Regions from separate parts of the Mus musculus genome. Here all the other regions are linked to region 2. The links are chromatin contacts, called in public ChIA-PET and promoter capture Hi-C maps. All regions are on one chromosome and are shown on one strand. Each heading gives the region's core, a stretch centred on a gene start, on an enhancer-like site or on the middle of the called end of the contact. The rest is flanking DNA. Distances are from core to core; before and after follow the strand shown.

Region 1 (3,373 bases), core at 618-3,117, 460 kb after region 2:
AATGGGGACTTTGCTCTCAGTGTCCAGATCCCTTGGGAAGATGGTAGTGATGCACAGAAAGCATCGGCATCACGCCTGGCACAGTGATGACTCACATCTGCTCCCTGAGTCTGGTGCTTGTGGTCCTCCCAGATCTATGCTTTTTTAAAAAAATAGATCTAGTCCCTGTTCACCCCTCCCCTACCTGAGAAATAGAAAATGGATGGGTCCTAGCATCTCCTAGAACCGAGTGGTGCTTCCCCCCTTTTGTGTTAACCTTAATGGATGCTGTCCCATGGAACTTCCTGGCATGGTGAAGTGGCCTGAATCTATGCTGTCCAACTGGAGACTCATAAGGCACCTTTGGCAACTAAGCCCCTGAAATATGGCCACCATGATTGCAGAGCAGCCCATTTGAATCCCATTTGATGAGTTGGAATTGGAGTAGCACCCGTGGCTTGTGGCTACTCCACTGGACAAGCAGTCTTCAAACACTGATGCCATTTATCAAAATTATGGGGTTTTTTGGGGGGGTGGCTTTACTTTTCTTCGCCTTTGAAAGGGTTCTTTTTCACTTTTTCCATTTTCTTACACTGTAACCCAGGCTGGCCTCAAACCTATGTCAATCCTCCTACCTCAGTCTTTTATGTGCTGGTGTGACAGATTTGAGAGGCCCTTTGAGGAGCCCCAGGTTTGAGGGGCTCTTTCTTGTGATGACTCGGTTGATGCTGACAGTGGCTAGTGACCAGATACTCAGTAAAAGGTGGCTTCAGTTTTGGGCTCCTGTCTGCTTCTCTCCCTCTCTGACCACACTGACCCCTTGCCCTCTTCCTGGATGTCGCCTGTGTCCTGACCCCTGGGGTCTCACCCCTCCGAAGATCCTTGAGATGCTCTTTGGTCTCCTCAGAAAGCGCACAGTCTCATTGTCTGCCAGGTCGTGGAGGCTTTCAGGGAGGTGCATAGTGGCTGCTCTTCTTTGGGTGTCCCGGGAGGTAGGGGCAGGGGTGTTGGGTGCTGCTTTCTGGGCACCACTTCCTGTGTGCCTCAGACCCACCTCAAGGCTCAGCTACTGCAAGAAAAGAGGAATGGGAATGTCAGAGTAAAAGTGCTGGGAGTGGGGAGTACTGGCCCTTCCTTTGTGGGGATGGATAGGCTGAGGGGCTGTTAGGAGCCCTAGGAACAGAGGGGGTGGGCTGAAGGGGCTGGCTGCTCCCGTTTTCAGTTGTCAGGAATATGGGGTGAGAAACTGCTGGGTGGTCTTAGGTGCTGGAGATGAGACATGATAGGGTATGTGGGAGGTTCTGGAAATGGGAGCACGGCTGGAAGGCTGCTTCGGGGTTCCAGAAGTTGGAAATGTAGGCTGATGGGCTATTGGAGGTTTCAGGTGCTGATAAGGGGCCAGAGGGTTCTGAGGGCCCTAGATTTTGGGAATACAGGATGAGGGTGATAAGGGGTGGCAGGTCTGCTGGGCCCTCAGAGTGGGGTCAATAGGGGGACTGTAGACTGGTCCTTGAGGGAATGCAGCTACCCTAGGTATAGAAGACCACGTAGAGCCCAGCAATATTTGAGGTGTTCCCTAACTTGGGTCATTTTCCGTAACACCAGGCTTGCTTAGGCTTCAGCTCTGTTTCAGGATGACATATTGTCTTAAGACTGAAGCCTCAGAAACCAGCTGCCACTCGGTATGAGAGTCATGGCAACCTCCTTAGACTAGGGGCTTCCCTTCTAAGGACCTGGGGGCGGAAGTGCTGAGACCCCAAGGGGACGCTGGCTGAAGAGAACCACCTCTTCTCCGAGGGCCGAGGACCTGCGTTCCTCTTCTGCCTGCCTGGCTTCCTCTCCTGGTCCCGGGAGCCACCTCTAGCCTCTTTTTGGTTCCTCTTTTTCCCGCCTTTTCTGTCCTCTACAGATGATTGGCTGCAGCCAAGTCCCGCCCCTTTCCTTTCCGCCTATCCGAACTGACTATGGAAAGGGCGTGGTCTCGGCGGACGTTGGGCGGGTCGCCGTTGGCCGGGCGCGCGCGAGGGCCCGACCCAGCTCCAAATAGCGGACCACACGTCTTCAGCGCGTGCGCATTACCTTTAAAAAAAAAAAAAAAAAAAAAAAAAAAAAAGGACTAGCGATGAGGCATGCGCAGTTGAGATAAAGGCTATTAAATGGTTTCAAGCGGCTCAGGCTGTGCGCATGCGCCTTACTGCTTGCTGAAGCCAATCCTCTGGGCCTAGGACCTCTTACTGCACATGCGCAGAAGGCTCAATGACAGTCGCGCGTTGGTTAAGGTGAGGGCAGGGTGGGGGATTGCATGGCCCAGGAAGGACGGCCCAGCACCCGCTATTAACTTTTCCTAGTTTTTCAACACTCCTGAGCTCCACCTCATTGTTTAAGCTTCTCAGAGACCATTTGTACCGCTTCAGGGTCCCTGGGCCTGCAAGATACTCCAAACTACGACCTCTGACCCTATTCCGGAGCCAACCTAAATGTGCAGTGTAGAAGGAACCGGAAAGGGATTAGAGGGAGGGAGACTGGCCAGGAACTGTCCCCGAAGGGAGGGGTGTGTGGAGGTACTACCTCCAACTGACCTTTGACATCCCCCTTCATTTGCTTATGTTTAGGCTCTGGGAAAGGGGGCAGGCCATGTTGCATGTGACCTGGGGGTCCAAGGTCCGACTATGGTCCCTGGTGCCTGCTCTCCTCGGGACTCCCCGAGCTCTGTCGTCCCTGGAGAACAGGATGGGGGTGTACCGCAAGATGTGGAACCCCAAGGAGCCCTGCGACTGGGCCCAGCAGTACCGCGAGCGCTTCATTCCATTCTCCAAGGAGCAGCTGCTCCGCCTCCTGATACAGGTACCGCCCATCAGTGGTCTAAGGACCTAGAGACTACAGTTTCCAGCCGACCTCGCGACTGCACCACTATACCTGCTTTTGAGGTCTGCGCTAGCGCCCTCCTGGGAGTGTAGTTTCTGGTCCCTTTGGCGTTCCTAGTGGGTTCGAGAAAGTTGGAATGCAGGGGCTAGAAAGAACTCCAAGATGAGATGCCTAAAGATCTCTGGACTTGGGCTTCTTCTGGGGCCTTGAACAGGCACACTGGGACATAAGTTTTTCCCTTGAAATAGATGTAACTATCATCCTCATAATTCCTTTCTAGTACATAATAAATTTGTATCTGCAAAGCCATAATGATAATTATTATCACACCTTGAGCTCTTTATTCCGTGGCACCGTGCTAAGTGTTTGTAATGTATAGAGCCATCAGAACAACCCTGTGAGAGGCCACCATTATCCCATTTTACAGGTTTAAAGGCAGTGACCCATCCAAAGCTACAGTGAGTGGCCCATGCTTGCTTGACTCTAGAGTGCGCCCCTTACTTCACCCCTGATCTATTCCATAGCTTGA
Region 2 (3,320 bases), core at 79-2,578:
CTGTGCGATGGCACAGACACGTGCCCTAGGTGAGGTTCTGAAAAATACAGTCTCTGGACAAGACCCCATGCTCTGAACCCAGACTCTATTTCTCTTCCTCACTGTCACACTCCTGGCTTCGGACACACTTTCCTGTGACCTGTGCTCTCAAGCACACAACACAACTTCCCACTTACTAATCTTCCCCAGAAGACCAGGGTACCAGTCTCAGACCTCGCAGGACACTGGGATGAGACTTTGGAACTGGTCACTGACTACATCAAGAGGCAGACGAAGTTTCCAGAACGCATTGTGGGATGAACCACGACTCTGTCACTCCAGGCTCTGGCTAGTCACTCATTCACAGAGAAATCTGAGTGTCTACATGACTCTTCCATCAGACCCAGGATTCTTTCTGTTGTTGTTTCTCTGTGTAACCCTTGGCTGTCCTGGAACTGGCTCTGTAGACCAGGCTATCCTCAGACTCACAGAGATCCACCTGCCTCTGCCTCCCAAGTGCAGGCTTTCACTACCATGCCTGACATCTAGGATTCTGAATACATTGTTGCCTTCTCTACTAGCTTCTAAAGCCACAATGAAGCTCCTTCCTCAGTGGTCAATACACTTCCTCCACATCCAGGAGTCCAGGTCCAGCCCTCTTCTATTAGGCCCAGGCACCCTCCCTAGCCCTCCTCCTCCTCCAAACCAGGCCTCATCCACTGTGATCGTCCCTCCGATCTAGGGATTCAGGCTCTAGCCTGCCTACCTCAAACACAAAGGTGCACACACCAGCCTGCTTCCCTCAGACCCTGGTATCCTCTCCTCCCAACACTTCCCACAGATCCATGTGTCCTCCCAAGCCCTCCTTGGCGACTTCCTCAGCCCCCTTCCGTCAGATTCATGCATTCTCCTCTGCTCTCTTCCTTTAGACACATGCATTCTCCTCTGTATCCATTGCTCAGACTCGGTGTCCTCAGCATCCTCCCTCTGACTCGGGAGTACTCCCCAGACCTCCTCCGTCAAACCAGGCATCTTCCTTATCACTCCTCCCTCAGATACAAGAGTCCTCTCCAGCTCCCTCCTTCAGACTCTCTAAGAAGGGTCATTGTCGGTCCTCCACATGCACCCAACACTTACCACGGTTGCCATGATGCACACCAACCGCCAATGCCTCAGCGGAAACGGAAATCGGCTAGGAGCGCGGTCTTTATCCTCTCTAGGCTCCCGGTCATCCAGTCATCTCTATGGCCCATAAGATATATAAAATTCCTGTAGGGGGCGTACACTAGGCCGCGCCCAGCCCGCGAGGCTAAATTGGAAAGCCGGTGTTCTGAATCCCGGGTGGGTTCCTGACGTCTCTTGCTCCTCCTCCTCTTACCTAGCCTCCTCCCCCCTCCTTCCCCCCCGCCCTGCAACTGCTAAGTCCGATTGCAAAATTCTGAGCACATTTTGTAGCAACCACACGTCCTCCACGATCCCTTCCCTCTCTGTCCAACCTTCCTCACCAAATTGGGCCTACAGCTGAGATTGACAGCTCTGTTCACCAATCACTTCCATGCTGCGTAGAAACAAGCCCCGCCCCCGCAGCTCCCCAGGAGCCTCTGGCCAAGGAAACTGGATTCTATCCGCCAATAAGTAGACGCAATAGCCCCCGCCCCCCAGCCGCCGACCAATCGTGCTAGACCAGCAGGGTGGGCAGTGCCTCCTGGCGGCCACGAGGCTTCACTGCAGCTGCCCGCCCGATTCAGTGTCTCAGCTCACCCTACCTGAGTCGGAGCGCTCTGGGGCGGGGGTGCGGTCGTGCAATAGGAAGCGGAGCGCCTTGCAAGCTTCCCCTGGGACACCCGCTAACTCTACCGGTCACCAAGTCTGCTGCGTTCCCAGCCGATCTCTCTGGTTTCCAGTTTTGGTGCTCGAAGTCCCCTGCCCGCAGTAGCCATGCCTCTCAGCCGCAGTCTCTCTGTGTCCTCGCTTCCAGGATTGGAAGACTGGGAGGATGAATTCGACCCCGAGAACGCAGTGCTTTTCGAGGTGGCCTGGGAGGTGGCCAACAAGGGTGAGAACGTCAGCGTTGGTCCCTTGACCAAGAAGGGCAGGCGAGGATGGGGCCCCGAAACTCCGTTTCAGACGGGAAAAGAGTTACGTGGAGGAGTCTTGGGTCCTGGGAAAAGCGCCTGTGACTTCTGTGTCCTTGTGAAGGGGCTGGAGTAGGCGTCCTAGGCCCTGGGGGGAAGGGACAAGAGACTACTCTTAAGATGGAAGGAGGCTTCAGGTTCTGCAATCTAGGGAAGAGGGCACTCAGAGAAAGATTCCTGGGTCTTGAAGGGAGGTTTTCGAGGGCCGAGAGACCTGAGATCTAAAAGTGGAAGGAGTTAGTGCATCTAAGCCCAAGGAACACTGGAGCTTTTGGGTCTGTGGTCCAGAGGACGTGACTGTGGAGTTGGGGTGTTCCTAAAGGTTGGGATTCATGGATTTTTCAGGGGGCATAGCGGACCTGAACCAGTGTAAAGCCAAGAGGGGCTTGGAGACTCAAATTCTTAGATACAAGGTGGGAAAGAGTTGGGAACTTGAATGTCGAGTTTGAAGGAGCCCAGGGCCTAAGTCCTGGCTTCCTATGTAGTGAGGTGCCTCCCTCCCTGTGGACTGGGAAAGCTGGAAGTCCTAAGTTGGTCAGGAGCTGGGCCCTAGGATGGGAGGAACCCACCCACAGTATGTATGGGAGATCACTAGCTTCTCGCTCATGAGAAGGCTGGGCTGGGAATCCCAGCAGCTGGGCCTTGTGGATCTGAACATTTCCTTTTCTGGATCCTGGGGAGAAAGAGACTAGGTCTCTCAGCATGTTGGGAGATGGCAGACTCAATGCTGTGTACTACCAGGGTACCAGTTTCAGGTGAGAAGGCTGAGGACCCAGATTCCTAAATCTGAGGTGGGGTCACAGGAGGAGCAGGGCCCAGCAGTCCCTGTGTCCCAGCCCAGGGCTAGCATCGTTAGGGGCCCTGAAGGTGTGGAATAATAAGTCAAGCTTCCCTCAGGTAACTGGGTAGCTGGATAGGGCCATGTACCATTTTTCCCACTGCATCTGAAAGTCAAGAGCTTTAGAGCCTTCCTGCTCCTAATTCTCTAAGAATTAGGAGACTAAAGAGTGCTTCCTGTGTCATGACCAGGAGTCTAACTGGAGCCTGCTCCTCCCTCAGCATCCTGATTTCAGTCCCCTCTCTCCATAAACTCAAGAGGGCTATCCTCAGGTTTGCTTTTCCACGACCCCTACCCTCCAGTCCCAACCTCCCCTGATTCCCAATTATAGGTTCCTGCCCATTTTCTACCCCAATACTACCCACATA
Region 3 (3,295 bases), core at 358-2,857, 370 kb before region 2:
TCATACTGTGTGGACTCCCAGATGACAAATGCTGCAGCGGAGTTAGGAGGCCAGGACTCCCTGCCCGCACTCTGCCATCATGATAAAAGCAAGTAACCAACTCGTGTCCCATGCCAGACACCGTGGGTCTTTATCAACTCAGGACTTTATCAAGACAGGGTTTCTCTGTCTGTGTAGCCCTGGCTGTCCTGGAACTCACTCTGTAGAGCAGGCTGGCCTCAAACTCAGAACTCTGCCTGCCTCTGCCTCCCAAGCGCTGGGATTAAAGGTGTGCCACCACTGCCTGGCTCATCTTAATTTTCAAGCCAGTCCTATTACTCCTGCCATTTTTATAGGTGAAGAACGTGTTACCAGGTAGTAAAGTCATTTGCCTATTGTACCAGGTTTTCGAATGTCAGAGGAGGACTTTGGAGGTGACAATGATAAGCACACAGTTGCTGAGGCTTGCTTTCTCTACCTATCACAAACCTGACAACACACAGTAGGCATTTAAACAAGCTCATCATCAACCCTCTTCCCTTCCAGCCCAGCAGATTACATTCCAAGTCAGCCTCCCTCTACCTGTTGCCTCATCGAGCCTCAGAGATCAGAGACTACACGACAGATCAGGTCGTATATTTCTAGGTCTTGAAGGCTTGAGGAGACAGAGCCCTGGGGATCCACAGCCTAGAGCTTGGGTCCCAAGTTTCTAGATCCCAATAACGTGGGGAATCAGGACACCAGATCCTCTGCCCAGGAGTTTCTCGGGGAGCATGCACCCACTTACCTGGCCAGGGCTGGGAGCTCTGCCTCTCTTCTTTAACGAAGGCCCTCTGGGTCAGAGTAGCCAGCTGTGCAAAGGGGTAGGCAAGAGGGGAGGGGAGGAGAGGAGGGGAGCTCCTCCTGGGTTACTAGGCCCGAGCCGGCTACTGGCGAGGGGGCGGGGCTACTGATTACCTTCTTTGGGAGGGACTCAGGTAAGGGACAAAGTACTTAAAGGGACCATAGGATCAAGGTCTTCAGTGCCACGGCCCCACACAGAAGAAACAAGGCTTTCCGACACCATGGAGGGATCTAGGGGGCTTTATTAGAGTCTCCTCTTCCCTACTTGTCCAGCCCGAGTCTCTCTCTACAGACGACTTGGCAGAGCCAGGAAAATAAATCTTAGGTCTCAAGAGATCTACACACTGGTGGGAAGGGAATTCTTTGGTTCCTAGAATAACTGGGCGGTACCACAATAAATCTGTTTCCTGAGGATAACTTGAACAGTTTAGTCTCGAGATCTTTGAAAATTGTTTTTTCTATAATAGGGGAAAGAGTTCTCACTTATCGACTCTTAAGATGCAATGGGGGAAAAAATAAGTAATATATTTGGGGAACTGGATATCAGTCTCTTCGGGTGACAGAGTTAAGTCTCCAAACTCAAACTTGAAGAGACTCAAAGCAACTGCCCCGCTCTGGGTAATGCCTAGAACAGGCTAGGGTGTCTCCCAGAGTCAAACCACTTTCGCTCACCGGAACCTTCGAGTAGTCACTCACGTTTCCGGGGGGATGGAAGAGAAGAAGAAAGCACTTACCAAGCCAGGCGAAGCGCCTCCGCGACTAGGGGCAGAATTATTTCCGGTCTCCTCCTGTCGGGCGGAAGTAGGAGGAGTAGAGTTTAAAAACAGTACTCTTTTTCCGGTTCGGGACGTAGTTGAAGCAACGACAAGCCGGATAACCGCTCTTGAGGTAAGCTGCAGGCGGTGAGGGGTCGCGTCGCCAAGTTTCCTTCTTGTGGGAGAAATTTGCAGTTCTGAGGGAGGTAGGATAAGGTTTCGCACTCCGAATCCCTGTCAATCATTAACAGCGCTCTTGAACGCCTAGGTTGGAAGACGAACTACATTTCCCAGGATGCCTTGTACTGTCTCCCTCATCCTGGCTGGTTGTAGAAAATGTAGTTCCGCAGTAGAGGAGTGATGCGGACCAAGTGAGGGGGAACTTGGGGTTCCCTGTGTTAGTGAGAGTTGAGGTCGGATTTCTAGACAATGGTGAGGAGGGGAATGAGCAGTAGTGGTTTGGACCCTTGAAGGTTCCTTGAAGCAATTAAAATATTTTATTCTGCTTGAGACCGAGTCTCAGTATGTAGCCCTTGCTGTTATAGAACTCGCTATGTAGTTAGCCTCAAACTCACAAAGATCCGCCAACCTCTGCCGCCCAAGTGTTGAGATTAAAAGTGTGCACCACCACACCTAGCACTTATTACCCCCCCCCCCCCGCCCCATTGTTCGTTTTTGTTTTTTGGCTTTTCGAGACAGGGTTTCTCTGTGTAGCTCTGGCTGTCCTGGAACTAGCTCTGTAGACCAGGCTGGCCTCCAACTCAGAAATCCGCCTGCCTCTGACTCCCAAGTGCTGGGATTAAAGGCGTGCGCCACCACCCCAACGATTATTGTATTTTTTTGAGGCAAGGTGACATGTAGTCCAGGCTGCATCGAATTTCACTAAATATCTCTAAGGAGATTAAGATTTATTAGCTGGGCAGTGGCAAAAAAAAAAAGATTTATTTAAAGTAACGAGGGGGGGGATGGGTGGGATTAGGGTGCATGATGTAAAATTCACAAAGAACGTAGGACATTTGAAAGCCCCCAGAAGGAGATTTATTTAAAGGGGTATGGTAGACACATCTTTGATCCCAGAACTGGGCGCAGAGGTAGATGGATTTTCCTGAGTTTGAGACCAGCCAGGGCTACATAGTGAGACACTATCCTGAAAAGAAAAGGAAAGGAAAAGAAAAGAAATGCTTTCCTTTTATTTTATGTAAACGAGGGTTTTGCCTGTTTTTATGATTGTGCACTCCATGTGAATGCACTGTCTACAGAGCCCAGAAGGCCATTAGGTCCCCTAGAACTGGAGTTGTGAACTGCCATGTGTGTGTTAGGTATCAAACCCAGGTCCTTTGGAAGAACAGCCAGTGCTTTTAGCCACTGCCTCATCTCTCCAGCTTCTTAATTTGTTTTTTGTTTTTTTTGTTTGTTTTTTGTTTTGTTTTGTTTTGTTTTGTTTCTTGAGATGCACAACCTGGTACTGAAATTAAAGGCATGCAGTCCCCACTCCTGGCTCATGTTCTTATTTTCAATGAGGTTTATTGGGATATAATTTCACATACTGTATACTTTACCCACTTAGAGCAAACAATTCAGTGGTTTGTAGTATACGCCCAGAATTGTACTGACATCACCACTAACAATTTTAGAGCATGTTCTCTGGGTGTGGTACCACACCTGCACTCCCCTCAGTCCTGAGGAATTGAATGCCTTCTGGCCTCCAAGGGCAGCAG
Region 4 (3,683 bases), core at 576-3,075, 340 kb before region 2:
TTACCGTTGATAGGTTTCACCCACCCCTAGGTCTTTGCCAACCCTGACTCCGCCCCTTGCCCTAGCCACGCCCCTCAGAGACATGGGTGCACAGGCTAGGAAAGAGTAGAAATGCTAGGTGAACTGAGGGAGCTGCATCTATTAATCTTAGTACCAGGCCCATCTAAAAGCCTAGCCTGTCCCCTACAGGAGTCCTAGAGGAGTTAGTTGGATTAGCACCTGACACAAATCAAGACCCTCTACTCTAGCCCCGACCTCTAAGCGCTGCACAGACCCTAGCTGGACTTGAGCTTAAGTGTGAACAGGGTGTCTGGCCTCTAACTTTACCCCAATCCTAGAGTGCCACTGTCTCTATTAACCTTGAAGCTCCGCCTCTCACCATCTCAGGGCCCGCCCCTCTTTCAAGTGCAGTCTGCCCACTTCCCTAGATGGGCTGATCAATTTGGGGCTCCTCTCTCTCCAGCTCTGCCCTGCTACTATTTGCCCAGTTTAAAATTAGAAATTGCCATCACATTAAAGACGCAGATCTTTAATCTCAGCACTCGGGAGGCAGAGGCAGACGGATTTCTGAATTCAGGACCAGTCTCGTCTACAGAGTGAATTTCAGACTAGCTAGTTCCACAAATGAAATTCGATCTCAAAGTACTAATAACAATGAAAATAATCAAGCATATTTGCACGAGTGGCCTTCTTGTCCCGGGCCCATGCTGACTGTATCTGTCACCTAGAAACGGGGCAAGCCCGTCCAGTCCAGTTGGCATCACTCATCCCAGGTCAACCTGATCTCTGACCTTGGCATCTTCCTCAAATCCCTTGTCTTCAGTCTCTACCGAGAGTCGGCGTCCCGTTTAGAAGAGAGAAGAGGGAAGTCCAGACAGAGGCATAGGGGGGACTGAGGTAGAGGGGAACCCAGGGGTTGGTGACGCAGGTCCCCCACAGCCTCAGGTTTAGCTCCGCCTTCTCCCAGGAGGTGAGTGCCACAGTTTTGTCTTTTCAGTTAACTTCTCTCTCCCCACCTCCCACTTCTGCCCCGCTCCCCCGCCATCCTCCTACCCAAGTCGGGCCTGGCTTTCCTCTGGGCTGAGTTTGTCAAATTCCTTGGCCACGTCTCGTCCCAGGAACGCCTCATGGTCGTACTGGAAATTCCCGTGGGCGTCATCGTGGGGGGCCTCGCTCAGGGGGGTTCCATGATGGACCCTATCCTGGCCATGAGGTCCTGCATCAGGGGATGGCTTCCCGAGGGCCCAGTGCCTCAGCAGTAAGAGAAGCAACAGAAACGACCATCGCCACATCATCGGTTCCTGAGGAGAGGTGAGGACCAGCGGTCAGGGATAAGACTGGGGGCGGGGGGTGTCTGAACCAGAGATAATGTGGGAGAACTTTGAAGGGGGCGGAGTAGAGGAGGCTGCCTAAGGCAGGGCCGATAAAAGCGCAGGCTGCAAAAAGTTTTGGGCTCAAGAAAAGTCGGCAAAAAGAATAGAGAATTTAAAGGCAAAACAACCTCTGGGGGTGGAATCCGAGCCTCAGAGGAGTCTCAGAGCAGAAAGGGGGTATTTCAGTTAGAGACGTGGCGCATGTCCCACCCAAAGTTCAGGGCATGGTGGTGGCCGAAAGCATCATGCAGGCTCCTCTGTGCTGCCCCCAGGCTGGACCGCGACCCCCACCCTTCCACCCACCCCACCTTCACCCCACCATCACCCCACCACACCTCTGTTACCCGGCCTGAGTTAGCTCCCTACGCTGAGCTCTGCTTTCGCACAAAGATGCCCAACCTGGCCAGGTTCCAGTTAAGCTCCTCCACCAGCCGTCCAGAGGCTGCCGCCCTCTGACCAATGACTGCGCAGGAAAGCCTCAGGGGCGGAGCCAATGACGACCCCCTTGCCACGTCCACAAGGCCGAGCTCCAGACCCGAAGGCGTGGTGGGCGATAAGGCTGATATTGAACTACAACTCCCAGCAAACATATGGGCCGACTTGCACGACCACCTCCAGAGTCTCTGGCCCCAGGGGATTAAGGGGAATGTATTTTTTAAAAACTCTTTCCATTTCTTAGATCCGTTTCAGAAAAGAGGAGGTCGGGTTTGGTTGGCTCACTTGGGAGACAGAAGCAGTCTGTCTCTATGAGTTTGCCGCCAGCCAGGACGACGTAGAGAGACCCTTGTCTTTAAAAAAAAAAGGGGGGGGTGGGGGGGGAGCGCGGCTGGAGAGATGGCTCTGCAATTAAGAGCACTGACTGTTCTTCCAGAGGACCAGAGTTCAAGTCCCAGCAACCACATGGTGGCTAACCATCTGTAATGGAATCCAATGCCCTCTTCTGGTGTGTCTGAAGACAGCTGCAGTGTACTCAGATACATAAAATAAATAAATGTTAAAAAAAAAAAAAAAGAAAGAAGGAAGGAAAGAAAGAAAGAAAGAAAGAAAGAAAGAAAGAAAGAAAAGAAGGAAAAGAAAGAAAGGAAGGAAGGAAGGAAGGAAGGAAGGAAGGAAGGAAGGAAGGAAGGAAGAAAAAGAAGAGAAGCAATGCCTGGTACAGTGTAGGTATCACATACACAACTCGGTCTATAAAATGGCCAGGCTGCACGATAGCAATCAAGAGGTGTCTATATGATCTTTCCCAGACGCGTTCAATTTATTCCAGCTGCTTGAAACTTGAGAATAACGATGCACACACAGATTTGGGGCCAAATTTATGTGGAGATGGAAAACAACCATGTACATTAAGAAGGGAAACTGAAGCAGGCCACAAAAGCAGGGATCCATGGGAGGACATCGGGCCCAGGCTCCCTCAGGAGGCTCGGAGACAGTTCAGGAGGTCACACAGCCCGAAAGGCTGCAGTGGGCAGGGGGCCCGAGTCTGCATCAGGAAGTGGCTGGAAAGGCATTTGCACCTTGAGGTTCAGCTTCTGGGGGCAAGTTCCCACCAGGCAACAGGTCACCAGAGTCATCGCCGCTGAGAGAAAGCCATGGGGCTGAGAGAGAGGAACAGAGGTCAGCACAAGTATCTAAGGTCTCACCCACCCAACACACCTGACAGGGTCACGCTATGGTCTCTGTTCCCATCTCTTTTCCCAGGGTGGTCAGGGACTCTTTTGTCTCTATTATCTCTCTGCCTCCCCTCTTTCTTTCTGAGTCGCTACTTCCTGCCACGACCCCCAATCCTGCACACGGCCCCTCCCTTCCCCAATCCTGCACACAGCTACGCCCCTCCCCAATCCTGCACACGGCCCCTTCCCTCCCCTCCCCAATCCTGCACACGGCCACGCCCCTCCCTCATTCTGCACACGGCCACGCCCCACCCCAATCCTGCACACGGCCCCGCCCCTCCCTCATCCTGCACAAGGCCACTCCCACCCAATCCTGCACACGGCCCCGCCCCTCCCCCATCCTGCATATACCTGGCAGACCGCTGCGCATCCTGCCCCACAACAGCACACCGCCTGCGATGGCCACTACCACCAGCAATAAACCAAGAACGATTCCAACCACAGGCACAGAAGATCTGGCTGATGAATCTGCAGCCAGAAAGTATCATGAAGACAGGGAAGAAAGGAGTTGATGATTTCTCGGAGACCCCCGGAAGCATGTATTTGAGGGTGGGTGTATGCGGAGAAAAGGCCCTGGGCCTCATGTGTTTCCTCACTGAATATAAGAACCGGCCACACAGTGGTGACACACCTCTTAATC
Region 5 (3,534 bases), core at 371-2,870, 310 kb after region 2:
GGCTGGCCTCGAACCCAGTCTGTACCTGAGGATGACCTTTAACTCCGACCCTCTTACTTTCCCCTCCAACATGCTGGGATTACAGATGTGCACCATGTAGCCAGCCCTCCTAGTTCGCCTCAGCTGCCAGCACAGCCCAGAATTACCCAGATCTCAGCTGAGCTGGGGGGTTGACTCCATTGGTCTGAGGACATGTTTGTGATAGATTGTCTTCTTTTATCATTGTTTATTTGTTTAAATATGTTTTTTGTTTATTTACTATTTGTCTCCCCATGTAGCCCTGGCTGGCCTCGAACTCACCTGCCCCTGCCCTCTTAGTGCTGAGATTAAAGACATATGCTGCCCGGGGGCACACTCTTGATAGCTAATTGATAGAGAAGGTCCTAGCCCACTCAGGGCAGTGCCCCTCCTGGGCAGGGGCCTGGGGTTTATAGAGTTAGCTGAGCAAGCTCTAAGGAGCCAGGCAGTCACAGCAGGATCCTGTGTGATTTCTGCTTCTGTTCCTGATTGCGTTGCTTCTCTGTGATAAGGCTGGGGCCTGGAAGTGTAAGCCACACAGGGCCTGTCTTCCTTCGGTTGCTTTTGGTCAGGTGGTCTATTACAGCGACAAAGAGAGAAGCAGAATGCGCAGTGGCTTTCCTTCTCTGTGAAGACTGTGGAGTAGTCTGCATGCGAATTCACACGAAATGAGGAACCTCCTCCACAGACACGCGCGGTTCCGAGAACAAGCAACAGCCAGGGCAGACAGAGCGCTCAGAGAGAGCCAGATTAACCTTCCAGTGGATAAGCAGAGGTTTACCCAGTGACACTGTGCCCAGCAGCACACACCTGCCATTCCAGAACCCGAGACACTGAGACAGCAGGACCAGCTGAGGTTCAAGGCCAGCCTGGGCTACATGAAAACCTTTCTCAACAAAAATGAACAAATTACCCAGCAAACCATGCGCGGCTGGTGGCACTCAGTGCTGTGAAGGCTTGGGAGACAGGGAAGGATTGGGGACACTGTGGCAGCCCTAGAGGGGAGGGGACATTAGCTAGGCCTTCAGAGTCTCCCTGGAGCAGGGACTTAGTGCGCAGTGCAAAGGAAGGTACTGTTAGCAGAGGACAAGCTGCCGGGTTCTGCAAAGCAGGCTCCTCCCCTTCCTCCTCCCTTCTCTCCTCCCTTCCTCCCCAGCCCAGACTAGCACTACCGGTACCTGATTTGGGGTAGGTGACAATGAAGATGTCGTCGTCCCGCACGTTGCTAGTGTTCTCAGCCAGACTGAGGCTCTCCGGTGAGTACATGCCGACAGGAAAAGGGATACCTTTGTATCTGAAGTATTCACCTCCAAAATTCCAGCTGAAAGAGGGGAAGGGCACGTGTAAAGAAGACCAAGGAGGTGGGCAAGAGTCGCAGGGCCCTCCATTCACACGCCAGTGAGGAGTGTCCTTTCTCTGAGCCCCGTGTGTCCACCTGAGGAGTAGATCCACTTCAACTCCACCACAGCAGTCCCGTGATGTCATACTGTCGCCCCCACACTATGGGTGTAGAAAGCTGAGCGTGGAGGGTGGGAGTGACTCGCCCAAAGCTACGCTTCTGGTAGGAGGAAGGGTACTTCATGTCTGCAAAGTGGAGCTAAGTGTTCTCCTTATGTCTATTCCACATCCCAACCCTGGAGGGCGACACCACGTCATCAGGCCATTTTCCGAACGAGGAACCCAAGCCAAAGGTGGCAGGTGCCCCCGCCAACGCTGCACGCTGCAGAGCCCATGTGAGAACCCACGATGACTCACCGAGAAGCTAAAACGATCTAGCTGTTTGTCCCAAAGCCATGACGCATTTACGCAGCCACGAAACCGAGTTTCCAAAGAGAAGACTGAACCTAGACCTTTCAGAATGGTGCAAGAAGTGGTCCACTACGGAGCCCCGCCCCATCCCCCCCCCCCCCGCACTGTGAGCCCCGCCCACAGCCCTCTATTAATTTGTTGGAGACAGAGTCTCACTAAGCTGTTCTGGCTGGTCTTGAACTTTTGATTCTTGTGTGTCAGCCTCCTAAGTAGCTAGGATGACAGATTTGGGCCACCAGGCTCATGTGGGACACATATTTTATCTACTGATTTTTTTGTACTGATGGAGCTTGAGCCTTGATGCTGACACATTAGGCTATCACTCGACCACCACGCTACAACCCTTGGTTTCATGTTTTGAGGGAAAAGGAAACCACAGCATATTGCTTTGTTTTGAAGAAACGCACCCACTAAAAGTTCCTAAGAACAGCCTGGCTTCTGGATGCCGCATCTGCTTCGTTCCTCTGACTGGTGGGACCTCTGTGAGTGAGACCAGTGGATCACATCACGCTGGTCATTCCCAAAGGCTGAGACAGGAGGACAGAGAACTAAAGGCCAACTCCAAAAGTACAGGGAGATTTGGACTCAAAAAGGAAAAGACACTGGGGTGTGGTGGCGCACACTTTAAGTCCCAGGCAGAGTCAGGGAGATCGCTGAGTTTAAGGCCAGCCTGGTCTACAGAGTGAGTTCCAGGACAGCCAGGGCTACACAGAGAAACCCTATCTCGGAAAAAAAAAAAAAAAAAGACAGGGTTTCTCTGTGTAGCCCTGGCTGTCCTGGAACTCACTCTGTAGACCAGGCTGGCCTCGAACTCAGAAATCTGCTTGCCTCTGCTTCCCGAGTGCTGGGATTAAAGGCGTGCGCCACCACGCCCGGCTGAGAAACCCTGTCTTGAAAAACGAAAAAAAAAAAAAAGAAGAAAGAAAGAAAGAAAGAAGAAAGTTTGTAGTGGTAGAGCCCCTACCTAGAATCCCCATTCCAGCTTACACTTCTACATTGCTGTTCATCACTAAAGGAAGTCAGGACTGGAACTCAAGCAGGTCAGGGAGCAGGAGCTGATGCAGAGGCCATGGAGGGATATTACTTACTGGCTTGCTTCCCCTGGCTTGCTTAGCTTGCTTTCTTATAGAATCCAAGACTACCAGCCCAGAGATGGCACCACCCACAGCCCCCCCCCCCTTGATCACTAATTGAGAAAATGTCTTACCGTTGGATCTCATGATCTCATGGAGGCATTTCCTCAACTGAAGCTCCTTTTTCTGTGATAACTCCAGCCTGTGTCAAGTTGACACAAAACCAGCCTGTACACCCAATGAGGGGCAGGCGACGTGGCTCAGTGGTAGAGCCTCTGCCTAGAACTCCCCAGTGAGGGATGGGCATGGCTGTATGGTGTGTCACTAGGCCCTAGAACAGCAGTAATGACAATGCTGACAACGAGAGTTTGGTTTTGAGGTAAAACTCAGACACATGGAGGAGAAGGCATTTAGGAACGCTCACTGTGGGATGCTCTCTGTGCCTTGGGTTTTCTGGTGTATAGATGGATATAATGCCTGCTACCTTGTAGCATTTTGTAAAGCACTCGGGGCTCTGTCTAACCTGGAGAAAGCATTGTATCAAAGTTGGTTAAATTTCCACAGAGAAGAAAGGCAGGAGGCTGGCTGTAAGTGGTCAGCATCCATCCTGGTTTGAAGCTCACATCCCATAAAT
Region 6 (3,182 bases), core at 21-2,520, 500 kb before region 2:
GGATCCAGGCCTGCCTTGTTCCCTTCCTCAGGGTACAAACTTCCCCTCCCCCAGCTTGATAGAGCTCTTCTCACAGAGCATTAAGATACCTTGCTTCCATCATAAACACTCACTCTGTGATACCTTCCCAGAGCCTGCTGGTATCTTAGGTTCCCCAAGACTTTATACTATAGTCCCTTATTTTTTACATGTAGCCTCTTCAATGCTGTCCTTGTTTGGGGGTGGGGGATTAGGGGGACGTTAGCTGTTTCAGACAGGGTCTCTCTGTGTAACCCTGGCTGTCATGGACTCACAGAGATCATCAGCCTACCTGTGTCTCAGAGGTAGTAGGATTAAAGGCCTGCACAAGTACACCTGGTGCCTTCCATGTCTTTTACACAATCTTCCATGTAGAGTCTTTTCATACATCATCCTCTGGTCCTCTGTCCCTTACCTCTTCATCTCTGGTCCTTCTGCTGTCCCCCCAACCTTATCATCTCTAGTTTCTCTGCTATGTCCTCACCTTATCATCTGGGGGCCCTATGGTGTTGTTCCTACCCTATCATCTCTGCTTCCTCTGCAGTTTCCCCACTTCCATCACTGATCCCTCTGCTGTCCCCCACCTTATCTTCTCTATCCTTCTGCTGTCACCCCATTTCTATTTCTGATTCCTCTGGTATCTCCCCACTTCATCATCTCTGGTTACCCTGATCCCCCCCCCCCCCCACACACACACACACACTTTATCATCTCGAGTCCCTCTGCTGTCTTCCCACTTTATTATATCTGGTCTTTCTGCTGTCCCCAATTATATCATCTCTGGTTCCTGGGCAGTTCCCCAACTTCTGGCCCCTGGCCCTAGGTGGTTGCCCGCCTCCCATCTCTTCTGCGTCCCTGATTTCCTCCATCTAGGCTCGAGATGGCACTGAATGACCTACCTAACCCGTTGCCCTATTCCCTCCACCTCCTCCCGCCACGTCCGCCCGCGCCATCCTGGTCCTTCCCGGGAGGACACCCCCGCGCTTCCCTGCTCCCTCCGCCCGGTCGCCGCGTGACCCCCGGGCCCCGGTCATGAGCTCACAGTTCCGGATGTCGGAGATGAACACGGCGAGCCCACGCATGCCATCGCCTTTGGATACAGCCGGCATGATGGCGGAGGGCTCGGCTCCAAGCCTGGCCGAACGGGCGCGGGGCTGGCTGGCGGCACCGGGCGGAAAGGACCCCAGACGGCGCCGAGGAGCCGGCCGGGGGAGGGCGGGCTAGCGGCGGGCTGGCTGCAGGCCGACGCCCCGCCTCAGACCCGCCCCTACGGATTGTCATCCGGGAACGTACGCCACTTGTTAGCTGAGAGCCCTGCCGCTCACAATAGAACGCCCGCCCTCCTCTCTCTCTGATTGGCTAAATAGTAAAGACACCAGGTGATGATTGGTGCAGTACCGGGCTATTTCCGTTCGGAGCAGGGAGGCAGGGGGCGTTGCCCTAGAGACGGGGGAGTTCGATGACACACTCTGGGACCGCCCCCTGAACGGCCGAGACCAACGCTAATTGGATGGACTACCAGCTCCGCGCCAGTAGGGCGGGATGTAAGAGGCCGAAGGAGGCGGAACTTCGGGAAAAGAAGACCAATGGGTGAGGAGATTGCTCTTCGCAAGGCTCTGCCGATTCGCCGGAAGCGTCATACTTCCGCCCTCGAAGGGGCGGTTGTGGGGGGCGGGCAAAAGGGCGACGATCCGTAGAGAAGGAAGGAGAAAGAAGCCCTGTCAGTTAGCTGAACTGCGATAGGTGGAGCGATGCCTGCAATTCCCTGCTGCAGAGAGGGGCTGGGCGAGGCGGTAGACCGTGAGGTGTCCACTACGCAGGCGCCTCCCTCTTCCCAGTCGGTCTCCACTCCCGAGCCCCGGCCTCGGGAGCATTCCCTTCCCTAAAAACAACGCCTGGAAATTTGACTTGTCTGCAAACCTCTTATCCATGAGAGGAGGGACTGCCGGTTAAGGATTGTTACCATAGACACTGAGGTCCAAAGAGATTGAGTGGCTTCCCCAAGACTACAGCTCAAAAATGGAAAACTGGGATTACTATTTTGGTTTTTAAACATTTTTCAATATAGGTTACTCTTTTTTCCTCCCTAAACCCCAGTACCGAAGACAATCTGCCTATAATGGTCATAAGATCAAAATTGCTTCCTCCATCAGTTCTGGAGAACCACTCAAGGAAAAGCCAGTTAAAGCCACAGCTGAGGACTGGGTCAGTTTGTTTTGCTTCCGACTCCCTAGGTTCTATGGTTCACTAGTTGCAGGGAAGTCAAAGCCCCCAGAACACCAATGCCCGGGGTTATTGAGAAATTTGGGGCAAAGGGACTTGGGAGAGTCCATGTCTATTATCCCCATGAACAAAACGGCACCCCTGACAGGCTTTTCTAATTTGACACCCCCAGAATGGGTCTAGAAGGTAGTTATGTCCTGGGACCTAGGAAGAGGCAGCACTGAGTCCTTGTGAATAGAAGGTAGTGTTCTGTGAGTTTGAGGCCAGCCTGATCTATGTAAACAGCTCCAGGATAGCCAGGACTACATGGAGAGTCCCTGTCTCAAAAACAGAAAAGGTTAAGGATGTAACGTTTAATCCCCCAGTGAGAGAATGGGTGTATGTGTGGCTCAGAGGTAGAGCCTCTGCCTAGAACTCCCCAGTGAGGGGCTGGGGTGTGGCTCAGATATAAACCTCCTGCCTTGAATCCCCCAGTGAGGGACTGAGTCCTGTTTCAGTGGACGAGTACTTGACTATTACATCCAAATGCTGAGTTCAATCCTCAGCACTGGAAAAAAAAAAAAGTCACAAAATCAGATGTCTATTTCCTAAAGAGTTTCTAAGTATTAGAGACTTCATAAAATACTTAAGGATACAGCTTGCAAGAGATGTTTGGACTAATCGTCCTAGGAGGGATGTGAAGAGGAGACATAAAATGTAGCAAGAATATATACAAAGTCTGTCTCCAATTAGCCTATCTTCCTATTCGCTGCTTCTCTGCTCCTGTAGCCTGGTAAGGACAAGAGGAGTTATTGAGCTCTGGGTGAAAAGAAAAGCCTTTAATTCCAGGCCCCTCACACACAGATGGGAACCTCATTGTTCCCCTACATGTCCAGGCTGTTTGTGTAGCTGTTGTTCTGATATTGCTTGTTTGTTTTGAAACAGAGACACACTATGTACAC
Region 7 (3,633 bases), core at 965-3,464, 460 kb before region 2:
GTAAAGGCAGGAGGATTTGGTCTACAGTGAGTTCCAGGACACACAAAGCTACACAGGGAAACCCTGTCTCAAAAATCCAAAATAGAGCTATGAAGTGAAAGATGAAGCTCCTCTTTTGGCTGTACCTCTATTATAAAGTAAACTCCAGAAATAATAATAATAATAATAATAAACCCTGAGTCAGGGTTTCTCTGAGTAACATCCATGGCTGTCCTGGAGAACTCACTGTAGACCAGATCTCTCCGGGGCTGGGATTCAAGGCCTATGCACCATCACACCCGGAAATTACATTTCTGTGGCAGGCAGAGCACAGAGTATCTTGGGGGGGGGGTGGGTGGGGAGGGCAGTGACTGGTGAAGAGGAAGGTTCTCACCAGTCTGGCAGTAACTCTTTAATCTTCTCCATCAGTCCTAGGGAAGGGTCCAGCTGGAGGAGACAGGCAAGCTGGATTGTACTGAAGAGGAAGAGCCAGCTGAGGGGGGTTGCAGGGACCACACCAGCAAGAAAGTCATTCTGTGGTGAGAAAGGAGAGGCTCACTCTTGGGAGCTTCTAGGGTCTCGGATGTGGGCAGAGCACAGGATTCCTTTTACTGAATGTATTTAGTAAGGAGTTGGAAGCATGGTATAACTTTTGCTTATTCCCCAATAAGGAGCTTAGGCTGGGACAGGGACTCTTCCTAGAATCCACAATGGGGTGTTAGTGGAGGCATGGCTTGGTGGTAGGGAACCCTCCTGGAATCTACCAGTCAGGGGATGAGAGTGTCATTCAAGCTGTCCTAGATTGTCCAAAACCCTGGATTCTGAAGCTTGGCACCAGTAAGGCAGTCAGTCAGTAAGCAGACAAATAAATAAATCCAAGATAAGGAGACTATACTGAAGTTATTGGGGGAGGAGCTGCATGGGGAGGGCAGCAGGGGAGTGGAGTGAGTCTGGATGCTGAGCAGGGCAGGCCAGTGGGCAGCACAGAGCATCCCAGAGGAAGCCATAGTTAACCGTAGCCTGGGACTGGACATCCATATCTTCAGAATCGGTTTCAGGAAGCCCCGAAATCTGAATTCCCAGAAGGAAACCAGCCAATAGTTCTCCTCACCCAGACACGCCAGAGATGCCTTTTCCAGGAGCGCAGGGCACAGAGGTAAATTTCCTGCCACACTGGCGAGCTGAGCTCTACTTCTGCCCCATCGGAACTCAGTGAAGACAGCAAGCTCGAGGCCTGGTGTGCCTCAGCCATGTTCCCTGGGCCCCTTAGGAGAAAGACGGAGAGTCATTCTCCAGGACCTCGGTGCTTCCCCGCCCCCAAGGTCCAGGACTCCAGAACTTGGCCCCTTCCCCTCAGACCCACCCGTGCAGACTTTGCTTTTACTCTCAGCTGTGTTGGGGATGGAGGAGTCTGGCCCCCAGCCCTCCTCTCTCAGATCCGGTCCCTTCCTCCCCACAGCAGGACCACAGGACTCAGCATACTCTGCTCTAAGAACCTGAGGAGCGCTGCAGCTCACAGTTGGAGAGGGCTTTGGGACCTGACTTCATTTAACTGGGGATCTCTGAAAGTATGAAGGCTGGCGAGCTACCTTGAGACCTGTATTACTGAGAATTCAGTACTCAATATTCGGGGTGGGGGAGGGAAATTGATGCAGGATCAGTTGTTTGAATAAAACACACTAGTTTGTTGTTTTTTGGTATTTTTTTTTAACGTACTAATTTTTAGACCCATAGGGAAATGAACATTTGCCGATGGTGGCACTGTTCATTTCCAATTGCCAGGCGTAAACACATACGGATTCCCTTCCACCATGGGGTCTGGAGAGGGATGAAAGAGGAAGCACCCTACTGCGCATGCCCGGCATCGAGGGATGCTGGTGAGGAGCGGAGGCATGTCCAGGACAAGTGATGGAGAAGCCCTACTCGCCTGCCCCAACACAAGGCCCATAGCCCCTCCTGTACCTGGTACTAGTACTTACACCGGTCAGAGGTCAGCAGCTGCGGTTCCTGAGGTCAATTCCATATACACCTCCTTCCCCCAGTTTGAGTCCAGTACCCAGTTTCCCATGTACATACATCCAGTCCCCGTGTAATGAGTCCACAAACTGATCAACCGTCTTTGGCTGTTATCCTGAAACCCAGAGACACCTCGCGGGCGCCTCCTCCCTCCCTGAACTGGGTGTTCTGGCCCTAGGTTTTATCCCCGCCTCCTCCGATCCCTCCGCGTTCTGTCCCTGCTCTTTTCCAATCCCTCCGCATTCTCTCCCCGCCCCCTTGGAGTCCTAGCGTCCAACCCTCTTACCCAAAGCCTGTTTTTTTTTTTTTTTTTTTTTTTTTTTCTTCTTTCTTTCTACCAGTTTGTTCAAGAAACAGCCTTGACCTCCCTCCCTGCCCTCTTTTAGGTACTACATTATGTCATGTATGTCACCGTATATCTACTGGAGCACATCTTAGATGCCTCTCAGGCTGATCTATCAGAACCATCCACAGCAGTACAGACTGAGGCACGTGAAATAGACGCCACTGGGGGACTAGATCCCAGTTAGACAACCAGAGGGACGGTGCAAGATGGGCATAGATACACAAACACGGCAGTCTGCTTTATTCCACTCCAGGGTTTCATATTCTGTCCACAATGGATCTGGTGTTCTTTTGGGTCCACCCCAGGACAGAGACCAACCCATTGTCACCCAGCAAGGACAATATCCAGGTCTCTCCACTGCAGGTGGGGCTCTGTGAAGGTCCTCGGGCTCATGATCCCCTTGCACTAAGGAGGTGGCAGGGTCGGACCCAGGAGGGCTCTTGCTTGGAATAGGAGCTAGCTAGTGTGGCTGAAGGACCAATGCACCAGGCACAGGGTGGGAAGCCAGACCGAACAGATTTCTCATCCAAGAGCATCTTAGAGCTCAGTCTGCTCAATGAACTTTCTGGCTTTAGGGTTACCCACCCCCACTTGGCCATGCCACATAGGATCCAAATCCCCACTTGTTCCGAGGTCAGAGTGATCCAGCTCCCATAAGCACTGGTGGACCAAAATACTGGTCTCGCCCTTACTCTGGAGGGGTGAGTGCAGGGGCCTGGGGTCACTGGAATAGAAACAGCACAGGAGTTCAAGTCTCAGCAACCATGATTAGCTTAATAGTGGGATCTGATGCCCTCTGCTGGTGTGCAGGCATAAAGAAATAAATCTTAAAAATGTTTAGCTGAGCAGTGGTGGTGCACGCCTTTAATCCCATTACTTGGAAGGCAGAGGCAGGTGGACCTTTGTTAGAGGTCAGCCTGGACCATAAAACAAGTTCCAGGACAGCAAGGACCACACAGAAACCCCATCTTGAAAAAAAACAAAAAAACAAAACCACGCAAACAGCCAGGTGGTGGTGGTGCAGGCCTTTAATCCCAGCACTTGGGAGGCAGAGGCAGGCGAATTTCTGAGTTTGAGGCCAGCCTGGTCTAGAGTGAGCTCCAGGACAGCCAGGGCTACACAGAGAAACCTTGTCTCAGAAAACCAAAAACCAAAACAAAAAAAGCCCACGCAAACAAACACAAATGGCCCAGTACCACGGTGCAGGCCTTTAGTCACAGTACTCAGAAGGCAGAGGCAGGTGAACCTCTGCTGCAGGTTAGCATGGATCATAGCGAGCTCCAGGAGAGCCA

Evidence for each region. Promoter capture Hi-C pulls out the DNA fragments that hold promoters and counts their contacts. ChIA-PET counts read pairs in DNA pulled down with a chosen protein or histone mark. Capture Hi-C pulls out chosen DNA fragments and counts their contacts.
Region 1: a contact with region 2 is called in a promoter capture Hi-C map of erythroid cells, with 7 times the contacts expected there. The contact joins the promoter of Syngr4 here to the promoter of Ruvbl2 in region 2. A contact is called at or near these places in 2 of 39 promoter capture datasets (erythroid cells and liver), 1 of 484 Hi-C or Micro-C datasets (embryonic stem cells) and 1 of 9 other capture datasets (pancreatic islet).
Region 3: a contact with region 2 is called in a promoter capture Hi-C map of liver, with 2.2 times the contacts expected there. The contact joins the promoter of Nosip here to the promoter of Ruvbl2 in region 2. A contact is called at or near these places in 19 of 39 promoter capture datasets (the 3T3-L1 cell line, the C10 cell line, HPC-7-derived erythroid cells and 14 more), 2 of 15 datasets of contacts at CTCF or cohesin (the NIH/3T3 cell line and embryonic stem cells), 13 of 484 Hi-C or Micro-C datasets (CD4 T cells, CD8 T cells, the G1E-ER4 cell line and 7 more), 10 of 115 datasets of contacts at active chromatin or transcription factors (SST interneurons, T-cell acute lymphoblastic leukemia, Th17 cells and 7 more) and 4 of 9 other capture datasets (adipose tissue, embryonic stem cells, liver and 1 more).
Region 4: a contact with region 2 is called in a promoter capture Hi-C map of second pharyngeal arch cranial neural crest. The contact joins the promoter of Rcn3 here to the promoter of Ruvbl2 in region 2. A contact is called at or near these places in 11 of 39 promoter capture datasets (the C10 cell line, HPC-7-derived erythroid cells, cranial neural crest and 8 more), 1 of 484 Hi-C or Micro-C datasets (B cells), 7 of 115 datasets of contacts at active chromatin or transcription factors (the SCID.adh cell line, astrocytes, bone marrow-derived macrophages and 3 more) and 4 of 9 other capture datasets (adipose tissue, embryonic stem cells, liver and 1 more).
Region 5: an RNA polymerase II ChIA-PET map of effector CD8 T cells shows a contact between it and region 2, with 6 read pairs. The contact joins the promoter of Sult2b1 here to the promoter of Ruvbl2 in region 2. A contact is called at or near these places in 1 of 115 datasets of contacts at active chromatin or transcription factors (effector CD8 T cells) and 1 of 9 other capture datasets (adipose tissue).
Region 6: a contact with region 2 is called in a promoter capture Hi-C map of neural stem cells. The contact joins the promoter of Ap2a1 here to the promoter of Ruvbl2 in region 2. A contact is called at or near these places in 6 of 39 promoter capture datasets (hematopoietic stem and progenitor cells, liver, neural stem cells and 2 more), 1 of 115 datasets of contacts at active chromatin or transcription factors (bone marrow-derived macrophages) and 2 of 9 other capture datasets (liver and macrophages).
Region 7: a contact with region 2 is called in a promoter capture Hi-C map of liver, with 4 times the contacts expected there. The contact joins the promoter of Cpt1c here to the promoter of Ruvbl2 in region 2. A contact is called at or near these places in 5 of 39 promoter capture datasets (cranial neural crest, hippocampal neurons, liver and 1 more), 2 of 484 Hi-C or Micro-C datasets (CD8 T cells and forebrain), 5 of 115 datasets of contacts at active chromatin or transcription factors (astrocytes, bone marrow-derived macrophages, memory CD8 T cells and 2 more) and 3 of 9 other capture datasets (adipose tissue, liver and macrophages).

Annotation. Positions count from the first base shown.
Region 1 is chr7:45,894,844-45,898,216 of GRCm38.p6, forward strand. Syngr4 (synaptogyrin 4) reads right to left here and starts at 1,868. Exons shown (of 5, transcript NM_021482.2): 1 at 1,765-1,868; 2 at 848-1,048. The coding sequence starts at 940. It overlaps Tmem143 (transmembrane protein 143), which reads left to right and starts at 2,226. Exons shown (of 8, transcript NM_144801.2): 1 at 2,226-2,258; 2 at 2,592-2,823. The coding sequence starts at 2,236.
Region 2 is chr7:45,433,136-45,436,455 of GRCm38.p6, forward strand. Ruvbl2 (RuvB-like protein 2) reads right to left here and starts at 1,329. Exons shown (of 15, transcript NM_011304.3): 1 at 1,117-1,329. The coding sequence starts at 1,128. It overlaps Gys1 (glycogen synthase 1, muscle), which reads left to right and starts at 1,704. Exons shown (of 16, transcript NM_030678.3): 1 at 1,704-2,035. The coding sequence starts at 1,918.
Region 3 is chr7:45,060,822-45,064,116 of GRCm38.p6, forward strand. Nosip (nitric oxide synthase interacting protein) reads left to right here and starts at 1,608. Exons shown (of 9, transcript NM_025533.3): 1 at 1,608-1,710. It overlaps Prrg2 (proline-rich Gla (G-carboxyglutamic acid) polypeptide 2), which reads right to left and starts at 831. Exons shown (of 7, transcript NM_022999.1): 1 at 767-831; 2 at 1-71. The coding sequence starts at 4.
Region 4 is chr7:45,090,388-45,094,070 of GRCm38.p6, forward strand. It overlaps Rcn3 (reticulocalbin 3, EF-hand calcium binding domain), which reads right to left and starts at 1,826. Exons shown (of 7, transcript NM_026555.2): 1 at 1,709-1,826; 2 at 1,054-1,301. The coding sequence starts at 1,295. It overlaps Fcgrt (Fc receptor, IgG, alpha chain transporter), which reads right to left. Exons shown (of 7, transcript NM_010189.3): 6 at 3,395-3,511; 7 at 2,606-2,968. The coding sequence ends at 2,859.
Region 5 is chr7:45,740,858-45,744,391 of GRCm38.p6, forward strand. It overlaps Sult2b1 (sulfotransferase family, cytosolic, 2B, member 1), which reads right to left and starts at 1,621. Exons shown (of 6, transcript NM_001360784.1): 1 at 1,197-1,621. The coding sequence starts at 1,503. It overlaps Gm31597 (a long non-coding RNA gene), which reads left to right and starts at 1,105. Exons shown (of 3, transcript XR_391433.4): 1 at 1,105-1,274.
Region 6 is chr7:44,928,220-44,931,401 of GRCm38.p6, forward strand. It overlaps Ap2a1 (adaptor-related protein complex 2, alpha 1 subunit), which reads right to left and starts at 1,271. Exons shown (of 24, transcript NM_007458.2): 1 at 1,061-1,271. The coding sequence starts at 1,127. It also overlaps a transcript of Tsks not described here.
Region 7 is chr7:44,972,637-44,976,269 of GRCm38.p6, forward strand. Cpt1c (carnitine palmitoyltransferase 1c) reads right to left here and starts at 2,215. Exons shown (of 19, transcript NM_153679.2): 1 at 1,959-2,215; 2 at 1,091-1,244; 3 at 374-513. The coding sequence starts at 1,231.